Regions from separate parts of the Pan troglodytes genome. Here region 1 is linked to region 2. A link is a contact called in public HiChIP or PLAC-seq data. All regions are on one chromosome and are shown on one strand. Each heading gives the region's core, a stretch centred on a gene start, on an enhancer-like site or on the middle of the called end of the contact. The rest is flanking DNA. Distances are from core to core; before and after follow the strand shown. Region 1 holds the start of GFPT1 (glutamine--fructose-6-phosphate transaminase 1). Region 2 holds the start of ANXA4 (annexin A4).

Region 1 (6,240 bases), core at 2,196-4,695, 260 kb before region 2:
CTCCCAAAGTGCTGGGATTGCAGGCGTGAGCCACCGCGCCCATCCCCAAAATTCCATTTTATATACACCGTCGAATCAGAAGGGTATAACTTCACATTTATAAAAACAATAGCAAAATCTGTTAAAAGCTAGGGATAGCTTAAGTGACTTGACACTCAGCAAAACCAAAAATAATACAAATAAAAAGGAAAAAGTATATTCCAAACTACCAAGAAAAAGGAAGATAAAATAAATTTGGAAAATAGACACACTATTCTTCTCTGGGAGATTCTCAATGCTTATTATTAATACATTAAAGATTCCAAGAAATCCTCCAATCAAAAAACAAAACAAAACATTACCACGCGATTTAATATGTTGCTTCCCAAATTTACTGGACCATAGGATCTTTTTTCCTAACACTTATTAACATCCCAATACAAGCTGGTAAACATATCAATTTTATCAGTATATCTGATTGAAAAAAAGCATATCAGAATCTTCAATCCTCATTCTTCTGCTTCAACATTGTACAACGTTGAAATAAAATAATCTTTTAGGCAAATTTAACTAGGGCCGGGTAAGGTGGCTCACTCCTGTAATCCCAGCACTTTGGGAGGCTGAGGTAGGTGGATTACCTGAGGTCAGGAGACCAGCCTGGTCAACATGGTGAAACCCCACCTCTACCAAAAATGCAAAAATTAGCCAGGTGTGGTGGTACACCCCTGTAATCCCAGCTACTTGGGAGGTTGAACCCCGGAGACAGAGGCTGCAGTGAGCCAAGATCATGCCGCTGCACTCCAGCCTGGGCGACAGAGAGACACCCCGTCTCAAAAAAAAAAAAAAAAAAAAAAACAAAGAAAAGAAAGAGAGAGAGAAAGAAAGAAAGAGAGAGAGAGAGAGAAAGAAAGAAAGAAAGAAAGAAAAGGAAGAAAAAAGAAAAGAAAAGAAAGGAAAGAAAGGGAAAAACTTAACTAGATAGCAAGTAATCAGAAAGTAAGCTTCCAGATTTTCCCATCTAATTTTCACTCCATTTCTCTGCTCAGGAATTTTAGTTCAATGACTAAGATGTGGGAGGAAAATAATGACACTCATCTTCTTATCTTTCAGAATTTACATTAGAGAGAAAATAAATTCTGAACCCTATCCCTAGAATCAGGCAAAACCGTGGTATGACTTAAAAGCAGGACCTCAGAAATGCCTCAAATATTCACTTTTTATTTCTTCAATACCTGTTTCCTCAGCAGTAAAACTCTATGGAATGGAGACACAAACTATGTGAAAACTCCCAACATTTAGTCTCCACCCTAAATGTATCTCCCTTATCTGAACCTGATTTCCATATCTGATTTATTTATTTATATTTATTTATCATTTTTGAGATGGAGTTTTGCTCTTTTTTGCCCAGGCTGGATTACAATGGCGCGATCCCGGCTCACTGCAACCTCCACCTCCTGGGTTCAAGCAATTCTCCTGCCTCAGCCTCCCGAGTAGCTGGGATTACAGCCGCGTACCACCACGCCCAGCTAATTTTGTATTTTTAGTAGAGATGGAGTTTCACCATGTTGGCCAGGCTAGTCTTGAACTCCTGAGCTCAGGTGATCCACCTGCCTCGGCCTCCCAAAGTGCTGGGATTATAGGCGGGAGCCGCCACGCCCAGCGCTGATTTATTTATTTATTTATTTATTTTTCAGTAAGTACTTTGACTACGTTTTTTTCTTGGAACATGATGAAATGACCTGCAACCAGAATGTTGAGTACTTGATGAGGCACACCCCTCATCATTCAGGAACAGTTAACTACCAAATGAAGCACACTGGAGATTGACCAGTTTGCAAATTCACTACTTCACAGCTCCAAACTAAATGCAAAACCATTCTACTAAGTAGACACTGCAAAAGTCTGATTCTGAAGTCAGCTCTACTCTAATAATTTCAGTAAGCTATTTATAGGTGTTTCTGTTTTTATGTGGGTTTTTTTTTAATCTACTCTAAATTTAAACCTGCTCCTCATTTTCAGAAGCTGAAATGAGCATAAAGTTAAATACAGGAAATATATACACTAACGAGTACAATCCACCTCCTGTTCAGTTCCTTCGTGTAAAAGGCTGCAAATAAGAAGTCTCCCAGAGAGTTTTCAATTCTCTTACAATGGTACTTCCCTTTAAAAAAAAAAAAAAAAAAAAGTGTACTTTCTTCCAGGGATAAAGTCGGCTGTAAATTTCAATAAGAAAGGTAAGAATACAATTATTTTTACTGGCAATAGCCAAGTTAACACCAATTTTAGAAGATATCAGTCATGTCAGACACGATTCTCAAAGTCTCTTTCACTAACACTTAGGTCATAATAAACGACTCTCAAAACATGGAATAAAAGAGCCTAACCTTAATTTTTTAAGGCTCTAGGAAAGATATTTGTTCAACTTTCCATAGCTTGTATTTTTAATGGATGCACATGCAAGGGGTAAATGATATTTTTCATAGTTGGTATTCTAAAGGGGTATACATCCAAGGTATAACTGATATTTTTCAGAGCTGGCATTTTTAATGGGTGCACACGCAAATGATAAATTATGTATAACCTATCGCCACAGACATTTGAAGGCCTCTTCCACCAGAGGATCAGGTCTAAGCCCATTAACCAAGTTATTGATTAGCAATGGTTTCTGTTGAGACAAGGGATGGCAGGAAGTATCACGTTTAATGGCACTACCGTGGCTCTAGCTAGGGTCTGTTTTCTACCGGGCCTCCCCAGAAACAAGTAAAATATTTTTTGAAAGATTTTTAGAAAAATGCAAGGTAAGTTCAAGAGACCTCGCCCGAGGTTCCACAGGTTGCCTCACTCACCTGGTGGGCCCTTTTGAAGGCAACCCCCTCCACACCTCAATTCCCCCAGCTCTCTCCTCCTTTTTCAATAAAGGCGTTTCTCTCCCCTCTCGGTTCCTTCTCCGCGCCAAGGCGCCCGCTGGCCCCCGGCAAAGGGGGCCCGCCTTCCTCTCAGGTGCCTTTCTCCCGGCCGCCACCCCCTCTCCCGCCCGTGGATGCCGGCCCCCGCCCCCGCAGCCACCACTGGGCGCCCCTTGCCCATCACCCAGACTTCGCACCCTCCACACTCCCGCTTCCGCCCGTCGCCTTGGGCCTTAGCGGCACCCGCACCGCACCCCAGCGCCGCCCGGCAACACGCCCCCCGCTCCCGGCCCCCCTTACCACACATGATGCCGGAGACACGGCCCGCGAGGCCAGGGGCGAGTGGCTGGCGGGATCGGGGGTGCACACACGAGCTTCGGTGGGCAATCTGCGGGCTCGGGGGCCGGGGTGGCGCCGACACGACTCCCTCGGGGATGCGACGGCCAAGGTAACAACAGCCTTCTCCGCCTCCCGGGCTCCGCCAGCAACCGCCGCCGGGCCCCGCCCCTCGGCGCGCAGCGCGCCGCCGCCGGTAGGCCCCATTGAACCGCTCACGCGCCGCTCACGCGCAAGTCCCGCCTCCCAGCGCTGCCCCGCCCCCCGAGCCCACGCAGGCGCTGGACTGCTGGCGGCGGCGACGTGGCAGTGGCTCGTGGCCGCGTCCGCCTGGAGTTCCTGGATACGCCCGCCCCGGGGCGAGCCGCGGGAGGGACCGAGCCGAGAGGGAGGGAGAAACTCAGCACCTGGCAGGGAATGACGGAAAGAGAAGGATGGAATTGTTAGCAAAGCAATAGCCCGGGTGCGCGCCCCGTGCAGCCCCAGGCCCCAGGCGCCAGCACTGCACGAAGCGGGGAAAGGAGGAAAAAAGCAGGAAGTATGAAAAGGGAATCCTGGGGGACATAAGGCTGAAAAAAATTGCAAAGAATTAGGTTGAGGTGGGAGGAGAGAGATAACAAAATTCTTGACTGTAAAGCCCCAAAGGTCAGCCTCTCTGGTAATAAGCAATTCAATTCCTTGTGTAATATGCTTGGCCCCTAAAAGCCCTCCGCATCCGTTGCCTCCATAACCCTCAGTTTATTGTGGAGGGGTAGAGGAGGAATGTAAGGCTCAACTATCCGACTATGAGCCTGGACGTAAGAAACTGCTGGCCCACCTCCTCCCATGACCCACCTGAGACGGCTAGGAATTCCCTAGCTTTAACAGCCGCGCGTTTGACTTACGAACGATTCATTCTATGAATTAATGCGCCATGTCTGACAAGAGAGACTTGATTAGAGAGGGATGATGTTTCTGAGAATTTATTACCTGGGCATTTGCTTTAAACAGCCTTAAATGGTATCTTTAGTCAAATGTGGAGTAATCAGAACTCTATAATGGCTCTAGAGTAGAGTAGTATTAAAAACGTACATGGCACACAGAATTCCTGGAGTGCTGACTGCTGTTCATGTGTCTGGTCTTAGCCTGCTGACTGCTGTTCATGTGTCTGGTCTTAGCCGTCCTTCCAGCCCTATACACTCCCAACAGGCTCAACAGGTAGTTCCTCAACTGGGCCAAGATTCTCAAATCTTTTGCACACTTTGGTTACTCTGCATAGAATCCCCACCACGTCTCTGTTTAGATGCTACCTCTTCAGGAAAGCCTTTTTTATCCCCCCCAGACAGACTTGGAGACATGCATTAACCTCTTACTCTTTGAGCTACTCACTGTAAAGAAATATTCTTTGATATTTTATGATTTTCTGTATTTTCCCACTGGGCTGTAAGTTTCTTGAAGCTAGAACTAGATTTTACATACCCAACACTTTTAGACCACAGCACAAAGTAAAAGATCAAATTTATTTTGGAATGAGTGAAAAAAAGTCCTATTTCCTTAGCGGAATTAACCTTCTATGGCTGGTTATATGATTAAGTGAGCATAAGGCTTTCAGTTTTTCTTACGGGGAAAAGTGCCTTTTTTCACTTGCCTCAGAGAAGCTGAAAAATGTCACATTTAACTAAGCAGAGTATTTCTCACCTAAAAGCCCTTTTGATATTTCAATCCCTTAAACAGGTCCCTAGATCACCCAGAGCAAAGTTTTAAAAAAAAAAAAAAAACAGTGAGCTTTTTGGTAATAATACATTTCTTAATTCAAGAAACAAAAGACTGTGGATATACATCTAGCTTCAGAACCCTCATCTAAGGCTCTGGTTAGAACTCCGTTGTATTACCTAGAAGCCAAGGTATGGTTCCAATGCTTAAGCAACATCTTTGTGCACTGGCAGCAAACCTGTCAATGCCACAAAGAAAATGTCAGCAGTACTACCAGAGTTCTCATGCTCCAACTATAATAATCTATTTAACCCTTTGCTTTCCTCTTCTGCCTGCTACTCCACCACAATGACTATCAATTTGTCTTATCCTCTCCACTCAACAAACTATTTTGGAAGATATTTATGAATCAGTTGAGAAGAAACTAGTGTTACAGGTCTTTTAGAATTTGTCTAAATACAAATTTTTAAAAGTTTTCAGTAAAGACTGGAAAGTCCCCAACTCAGAAAAAAAAAAAAAAGTTAAAAAAAAAGTAAATAAAAAAATAATTTGACAAAAAAGAGAAGAAACTTTGAAGGACAGTATTTTCCCAACTCAGCCTTGAAGAACCTCACTAACCCAACACAACAAAGAACTCTTTGTAACCATGCGCCAGTTAAGATACACACTTTGGGTGCCTGACCTCCCTTTATACAGAGCTCCGCCTTAACTGGACCTTTGGGAATAAGGCCTGAAGGAGAAGAAAATAAATGATCTATGAAGGGAAGGGGACATCTGGGTCTAATTCAAACATCTGAGGGAATGGATTTTCTCTCCTGATCAAAACATTCTGAACGACAACAAAAAAAGTAATGATGGCAAGGGGGTGTCATTTACCATCTCTTTATGTAAGTCCATTTCCCTGTTCATAGATTCATTCCCATTGGATCTGATGGCTGAAGGCCATCAGAGCTTCCAGTTGCCATTACTAATGCAACGAAGAACCTTACTTGAAATAGCTGTAGTCATTTTTATTAACCCTTATGTGAATTCCAGTAATAGCAATAAAATTATTAAAATAAAAATTCCTTTGCATAAGAATATGGGGAGCTGGGGCACATATGTCCTACTTTTTAGGGAGCTTTGTGGAGAAATGTACCCCAGTGGACAGAGAAGATGGTAGCAAGTATCAAAGGAAAAAGAAATAGGTTGAGCCCCTGAGGCCTGTGAAAAGAAATGAGGACAAGAACAAAAGGCACCAATCAAGGCCTCAGAAAGACCCTTTGAGTGAACCCCTTTAGCCTCCCGTAATTCATCCCACACACTTTGGCTCCAGCGGGACCTGTCA
Region 2 (6,324 bases), core at 1,494-3,993:
GTTCTCAAAGATGAATCCCAGAGAAGAGGAAGGCAGCCTAGGTAACAAAGACCAATTTTGCCTTTTCTTTTCCCTATCACTCCTCTCACACTTGGAGAACATGCACCGCTTAGGACAGCATCATCCGTGATGAGACAACATCCTAGCTGAACAAAACGCTCGTGGGCTATAAGGTCAGCAGAGGCCATTCAGAGGGGAGGAAAGTGTTCTGTGGCCCTTCGTTTCTCCTGATTTCTCTCTGACACACTCTCCTTTTCACTGTTTCTCCACCCCACTGCAGTTAAGGGCTTTGGCACAGGGATGAAAGAGACAGATCAGACTCAAGGGTGCGGATCTGGCAGCGGGCACAGAAGCATCTCCTAGCCTGCACCAAAGTCCACGGGAAAGATCCAAGGGGACAGTGACTCAGGCCCCAGATAAAGCGCAGCTAGAACAGTACTGAGATTGGAAGAGCAATAATTTCACATGGACATTAACTGTCAGAGATCTTTTTTAAAAATCATGTTTTTAAAGTACAGGCTTCAACTCTATTCCCAGAAAACTGGGCCCTGCTGAATCCAGTGCTTACACAAGCTGAGAGCCAAACACAGCTTCTTCCTCTTCCAAACCCACCCACCAGCCCGCAACATCCACCATGGTAAGCATTTCCCAGGCCCAGGTCAGGACCCTTGCTTCAACTTTAGCTTGCAAAAGGCCCCTTTTTAAAGAGGCCTCTTCGCTTTCTCTCTTCCCTTGCTAATAAAACTGTTCCCTACCATCACCATGTTGCAATAAGAGAGACCTCTCCCTTCTTCCAACCCCTCTCGGTCTATAACACAACCTACAGCAGGCTGGCCCCATCCAATCAGTCTGAATTGCTTCATGCCAAGGAAATTGCTGCTTTTATTAAAAATAAAAGCACACTAGGCAGGCGAAGGGCTGTGAAAACTATGAGTCTGGCATAATTATGAAGGTCGAGGTTAAGGTTACCAAAAGAGACATGCAAAGATTTCCCGAAAGCCTGGGGGAATCAAGATGTATATCTACGTGAGTATAGACACACAGATGAAACACAGAGGGAATTTATGCAGCAGATCTAAATAACATCCTCTCTGATAGCGAAAAAACAAAATCAGAGCCACTCTCAAGTAATTTTTCTTTTGATTAAAAAAACAAAAAACAAAACCTAAAGCGAGAAGGAAGAGGGGCCTACTAGACTGAGTTCAAAATAACCACATTTGTTTTATGTAATTTCTGTTATCTTTGCTATAACCTGGGGACCTGATTACAGTTGGGTCAGGAAACAAATCTACTAGTGAAATCCACCAAGAGCCTTGGCCCTTGGAAAAACACGTTCACGTTCTCCAAAAATCCTCTCTTCCTTCCAATGCCTGCTCATGGAAGTGGGAAAGTTGGGTAGGAGAAGGAGAAACCCCTCTCTTCTTAAAAGTCCCCCCACCCTTCAGCCTTCACATCAAGATTTTAAGTTTTAGGAGGATGACAAGCCCATCACCCTGCCTTTGGCATAAAGCTTTACACTTTCACACATACGTTTTCTTGTGTGATCCTCAAAATTTGGCTTCTCAATATTAAAAAAATAAAAATAAAAGGCCACTAACGTAAACAATTTCGGCAACCTCCCCACACCCCCATAAGCCCAGTCACTTTCAAATCTCAATTTTAAATCTCTCAAGGACAATGACTCACAGGGCAAGTGAAGGGGGAAGGGAGGGTCAACTGGTCAAAGCCCATTCATACATGCAACAACTAGAAACCACAGTATTGCCGCATCAGCACAAGATTTTAATTTACGGCGCATTGAGCCCCACCGTACCTTCCGCCAACACCTCGTCCACTGTGACCTGCTGTCGCCCGATGCCGAAGACTCTTCCGATGTAGCCACTGCCCAGGCCCGAGGTGCTGCCCCCTCCTCCGCTGGAGCCGGAGCCCAGGCCAGAGCCGCCCTGCTCTCGCCGGGAGTCGAAAAACTTCTTCATCTTGCGAATAGGGAGCAGCAAAGCAAAATACCGATGGTTTCTAGATTTTTTTTTTTTTTTTTTTTTTTTTAAAGAAAAGAGATCCAAGGATTTCTTCTCGGATTTCACCTCGGAGAGGAGCCACCCGAATCCGGCCGTGGGGGTGGGGGCTGAGGGAGGATGCCTATAGGAATATGCGTGTCAATCGCGCGGCGGGTCCCCTCCTCCTCCAGAAAGCGATTCGTGTAAGTTTAAACCTGTGATGACAGAGGAAGAAAGAGAGGATGAATCAGTAACACGCTTAAAAATTCAACCGCTGAGTCCTAGGGGGAGCAAAAGCCATCATCCTGGGGAAACGCTTCATGTATTTTCCCGGCGAGAAAAACCGTGGGGCTGAAAACGCGACCCCGGCCCCAGAACCCGGGACCCCCGAGCCGGGAGCTCGGAGAAAGGAGGGATCCGAGCTGCCCCGGCAGCGCCGACCCTCCCGGGCACTGCCTCCCGCTCCTCCCGGGTCTCCCCGCCGCCCCTCGAGGCGGCATCCTGGCAGCACCCACTTGAGACGGCTCGGCGGCCGGCGCCCTGCTACCAGCCCCGCGACATTGTCACGGCCGCCGGGCCGGCCTGCGACGCAGAGAAGAGGCGGCGCTGCAGCGAGAGCCGGGGCCGCGCTCGGCTCCCGCCCGCCCGCCAGCTGATCCCGGGAGCGCCGGGCGGAGACTGACCCGCCGCCCCTCCCCCGCGCGCGCTCCCGCCCGGCTCCATCCACCCAACCAGGAAGTGAACCGCCGCCGGAAGTGCCCCTCGGGGCGGCGCGGCGAGGGACCGGGGCCTCTCCTGTAACCGCCGTTCTGTCGCCACGGATGGGAAGGAGTCGACCGCGAGAAGAGGACTGGGGGAAGAGGGTCTCAGTGCAGACAGAGTTCTGGAAAAGACTGTTGATATCACCCGAGCCGCAGGGCAAGCTGGGAAAGGTAGCTCGGCCCAGTCCGGCTGCTGGACTACAAATCCCAGCATACTCCTGGAGGAGCGGGCGAGGCGGCAGCCGTGGCCTCCACGGCCTCGAAGGAGATTTGTGGGGTGGCGCGTATGTGGGGACTCGGCAATTTAAACACATCCCGTGAAGAAACTGCCAACGACTAAGTTCCCCCCCTGCTGTATGTTCCACCCTTCTGGAGCCATCTTATTTGCGGCCTGGCCTCCTGGCACAAGGGATTCTGGAGGTTGTGGTTTCCGAACGGATCGAGACTGACACCTGGAGGACGCGGCTTAACCGCTTAGCCCCTAGCGGGTCCTGTGGGTTTCCCGACGTCTCCTGGGCTGAAATGGAAGCGAGAAGTGATCGGGAACATTGTGCTGGCAGTTGGATCCGGCTGCACCGAGCTCCAGCCTTAAAATAAGTAAAACCGATGCCCTTCCGCCCCTAACCTCAAAAGCTGCTTTTGCGTCTAGATGTTATTGAGAGCCGGCTCTGCGGTCAGCTCTGAGCTAGGCGCTGTGAGAACGCTCAGTAAGACAGTGTCTCGTCTGGAAATGTACAGGCGAGATTCAAACCGAGAAACTGCCAAAGGTTGTGTGCAGGGCAGATCCTAGGATACCGGAGACCCAGCCCGTTGGCTTGACCTCAAAACTCGGGGGCTTTTCGGCCCATGCTGTCCCTTAATTCCTCCTCCTTTGCTGACGCTGTGGGTGCGCATCAAAGCCTAAACTTCACTAGCTCCCTTGCACACAAGAACACTAACCCTAACCTGACCAGTTATTTATTTTTCACTTCAAGATTCTTCCACTGATACTTATGTTTCCCTGATACCGTCCAAGTGCTGAGGGCGGGGATGGACTGTGTGATTTGCATCTACCAAATGCAGAAAATTTGGAAGGTCAGTTGGTACACTTTTCCGACCCTAGATTTCCTGATGGATGATGCTGAAGAGTGGCAAGTTCCTGCCAAAAACAAACAAACAAAAAAACTACCATGATTTATTAATATTATTTTTCTAACCCCTGAATATGGGTTATTGTTCATCTCTGCCCGCTTTCCCCACTCCCTAGTGCTTGTCTCAGAATTTTTTTTTTCAGCGGGTATTTGAGTAGAGAAGGGTGTCCCAGGGAAAAAAATGGTTCTTGCTTTCTCTAATCTGAATGTTGAGCTGAGCTGTGACTGGGCTAACAGTAGCGTTTGTTGTTGCTGCTGCTGCAGCTTGTTTCAAGTAGTGCCATTGTAATTAAACTCCGTGAAGAGATAGCATCTTTTCTTCCGGAGAGAGTCAGTGTTGTCACCTCAGTTCACGAATTCATGTAGCCATCTCCAGGATGAAATGCAGCCCCTATTCCCTCAAACTAAGCCCACGAAGGCATGTTCTCTGCACTTTCCTTAAAAGGCCAGATTTTTGTCTGAGGAAGTTTGAAACAGATCTTAAAATAGATGAGAAAGCTCATTTGGAATTAGACTCATTGACCCCCATTTCTCTCAGCACTTATTTGTCTTGACTGACTTTTTTAAAGAAGCTGTGCTAGGTCCTAAAATCAATCTGATGCTATCTCAGTTTTTACCTTTCTAGACTTCTCTGGTACCAGACTAGTCCAGGCTTACACAAATCTCAAGTCTTACTTCAGTGATACAAAAACTCCCAATATGCTTAAGGTAGCTAACATGCATTTATTTAACACCCACGTGAATGCTCTGATCAGAAGCTGAGGGAAGAGGTTTAAAAAACAAAAAACATGACTAGATTCCTTGCCCTCCATTCCCTCACAGACTAATAGCAATTATAATGACAAATCCACAGTTTTTCTTGCTTTACATATATTAAGTATATAATGCTCACAACCACCCTATGAAGTAAAGTACCATTATTATACTCATTTTATAGGTGGGTAAGTAAAGCAAAGAGATTAGTGACTTGCCCAAAGTCACACAGTAAATAGCAAAGCCAGGATTCAAACCCAAACATTTTAGTTTCAAAGCCCAGTTCTTACCTGGCTATACTAAACTGTCTACTTAGAGAGAGCAAACATTAACTGATTAAAAGACTCGTGAATAGTTAGAAACTCACACACAAGCAGCATAGGACCAGGAGACAGGAAACCTCTTGCCACTTCATAGCTGGGATCCTAGACCACTTGTGTCACTGGGCTTATTATCTCAGCTATAAAACCAGAGCTCTTACAACTCTTAGTAATTTTTTAGTTCCTGAGTACAAAATAATGAACAGATCAGCCACTATAATCTCAAAACTATCACACTTTCTGTATAATTTGTCCCATGCTGCTTTGCATTCCTGTTCAACTTTTAATGTATATTGCTGTCTCAACCAAACACCTCAAAGCCAGAGAACCATCTTCTACTTATCTCCTTGGGCATCCAGTATAATAGTTTACATAGAGTGTGTTCTTAGCAGTACTTAAAGTAAATAATTTACTTTAAATGTGACACAAAACAGAGCTATCTCATTAAGGTGGAAAGATTGATTTGAAGTATCCTAGATGAATTTTGAACTAGGTGTGGAAGATGCTATGGGTAAATAGTCAAAGAGAGTGGGAAAAGAAAGTGCCATTTACTATTGTTACAATAGTGATCATATGACCGATGGAACAGACTCTTTGAGGCAATAAGATGCCAAATTATAAACAAGACCTAAGGCTATGTCAGGCAAGGGTTAAGTCACACATCCCTACACTTGAAGAGTAAACCATCTTCTAACTGCCACAAGGTTTTTCTTTTTCTCTGGTAGCTAAATAGACACTGGCCTGGAGATAAGCAATATTGAAACAATTGTAGCTCACTGACCACTAGATGCTGACTAACTGTATCCCCCCAACCCCTGTTCCACAAACCATAACTATTTCTTTGATTGGACAAGAGACTGATTTCAGTAACATCCTAGTAAGAGACTACCAACCACAGACTGGTTCTGGCTGGTTTTCAGAGGCTGTGCACTGAGTGTCTTCATGTCCTTTGCTTCACCTAATTGTAATGCATTTAAATGTTAAATCTCCACCCCAAAGAGAACATAGGACATATGTAACATGCATGTTTGCTCACTATGCATGCATGTGCTGCCCCCCGCTTTGTGAATAATCAAAGCTCCTGTAACTTAAGTGTGTATTCTTAGCCAACTCATTTGGCATAAATTTGTGTTCCACTTTTTCCTCCCTCTAAATACCTGCTTTCAGTCTCTGCCAGAGTCTACACTTCCCAGCCTGTCAGGATCACCAGCCTGCAGGCTGCAACCCTTTATAAAAAGTAAAGCTCCCCTCTCCAAATTTATAAACCTTGGGATTCTTCAGTTAACACTATGTATCTTCCATATGCCAGTTACGGAATTTAAAAAATATATATATATTGTTTTATTGTTTTATTTTTATTTTA

Evidence for each region. HiChIP or PLAC-seq counts read pairs in DNA pulled down with a chosen protein or histone mark.
Region 1: a contact with region 2 is called in an H3K4me3 HiChIP or PLAC-seq map of stem cell-derived excitatory neurons, with 2.3 times the contacts expected there. The contact joins the promoter of GFPT1 here to the promoter of ANXA4 in region 2. A contact is called at or near these places in 1 of 7 Hi-C or Micro-C datasets (stem cell-derived neural progenitor cells) and 1 of 1 datasets of contacts at active chromatin or transcription factors (stem cell-derived excitatory neurons).

Annotation. Positions count from the first base shown.
Region 1 is chr12:53,351,497-53,357,736 of NHGRI_mPanTro3-v2.0_pri, reverse strand. GFPT1 (glutamine--fructose-6-phosphate transaminase 1) reads right to left here and starts at 3,445. Exons shown (of 20, transcript XM_063789764.1): 1 at 3,186-3,445.
Region 2 is chr12:53,094,123-53,100,446 of NHGRI_mPanTro3-v2.0_pri, reverse strand. It overlaps ANXA4 (annexin A4), which reads left to right and starts at 2,743. Exons shown (of 16, transcript XM_016948681.4): 1 at 2,743-3,832. AAK1 (AP2 associated kinase 1) reads right to left here and starts at 2,695. Exons shown (of 17, transcript XM_054678473.2): 1 at 2,513-2,695; 2 at 1,814-2,212. The coding sequence starts at 1,976.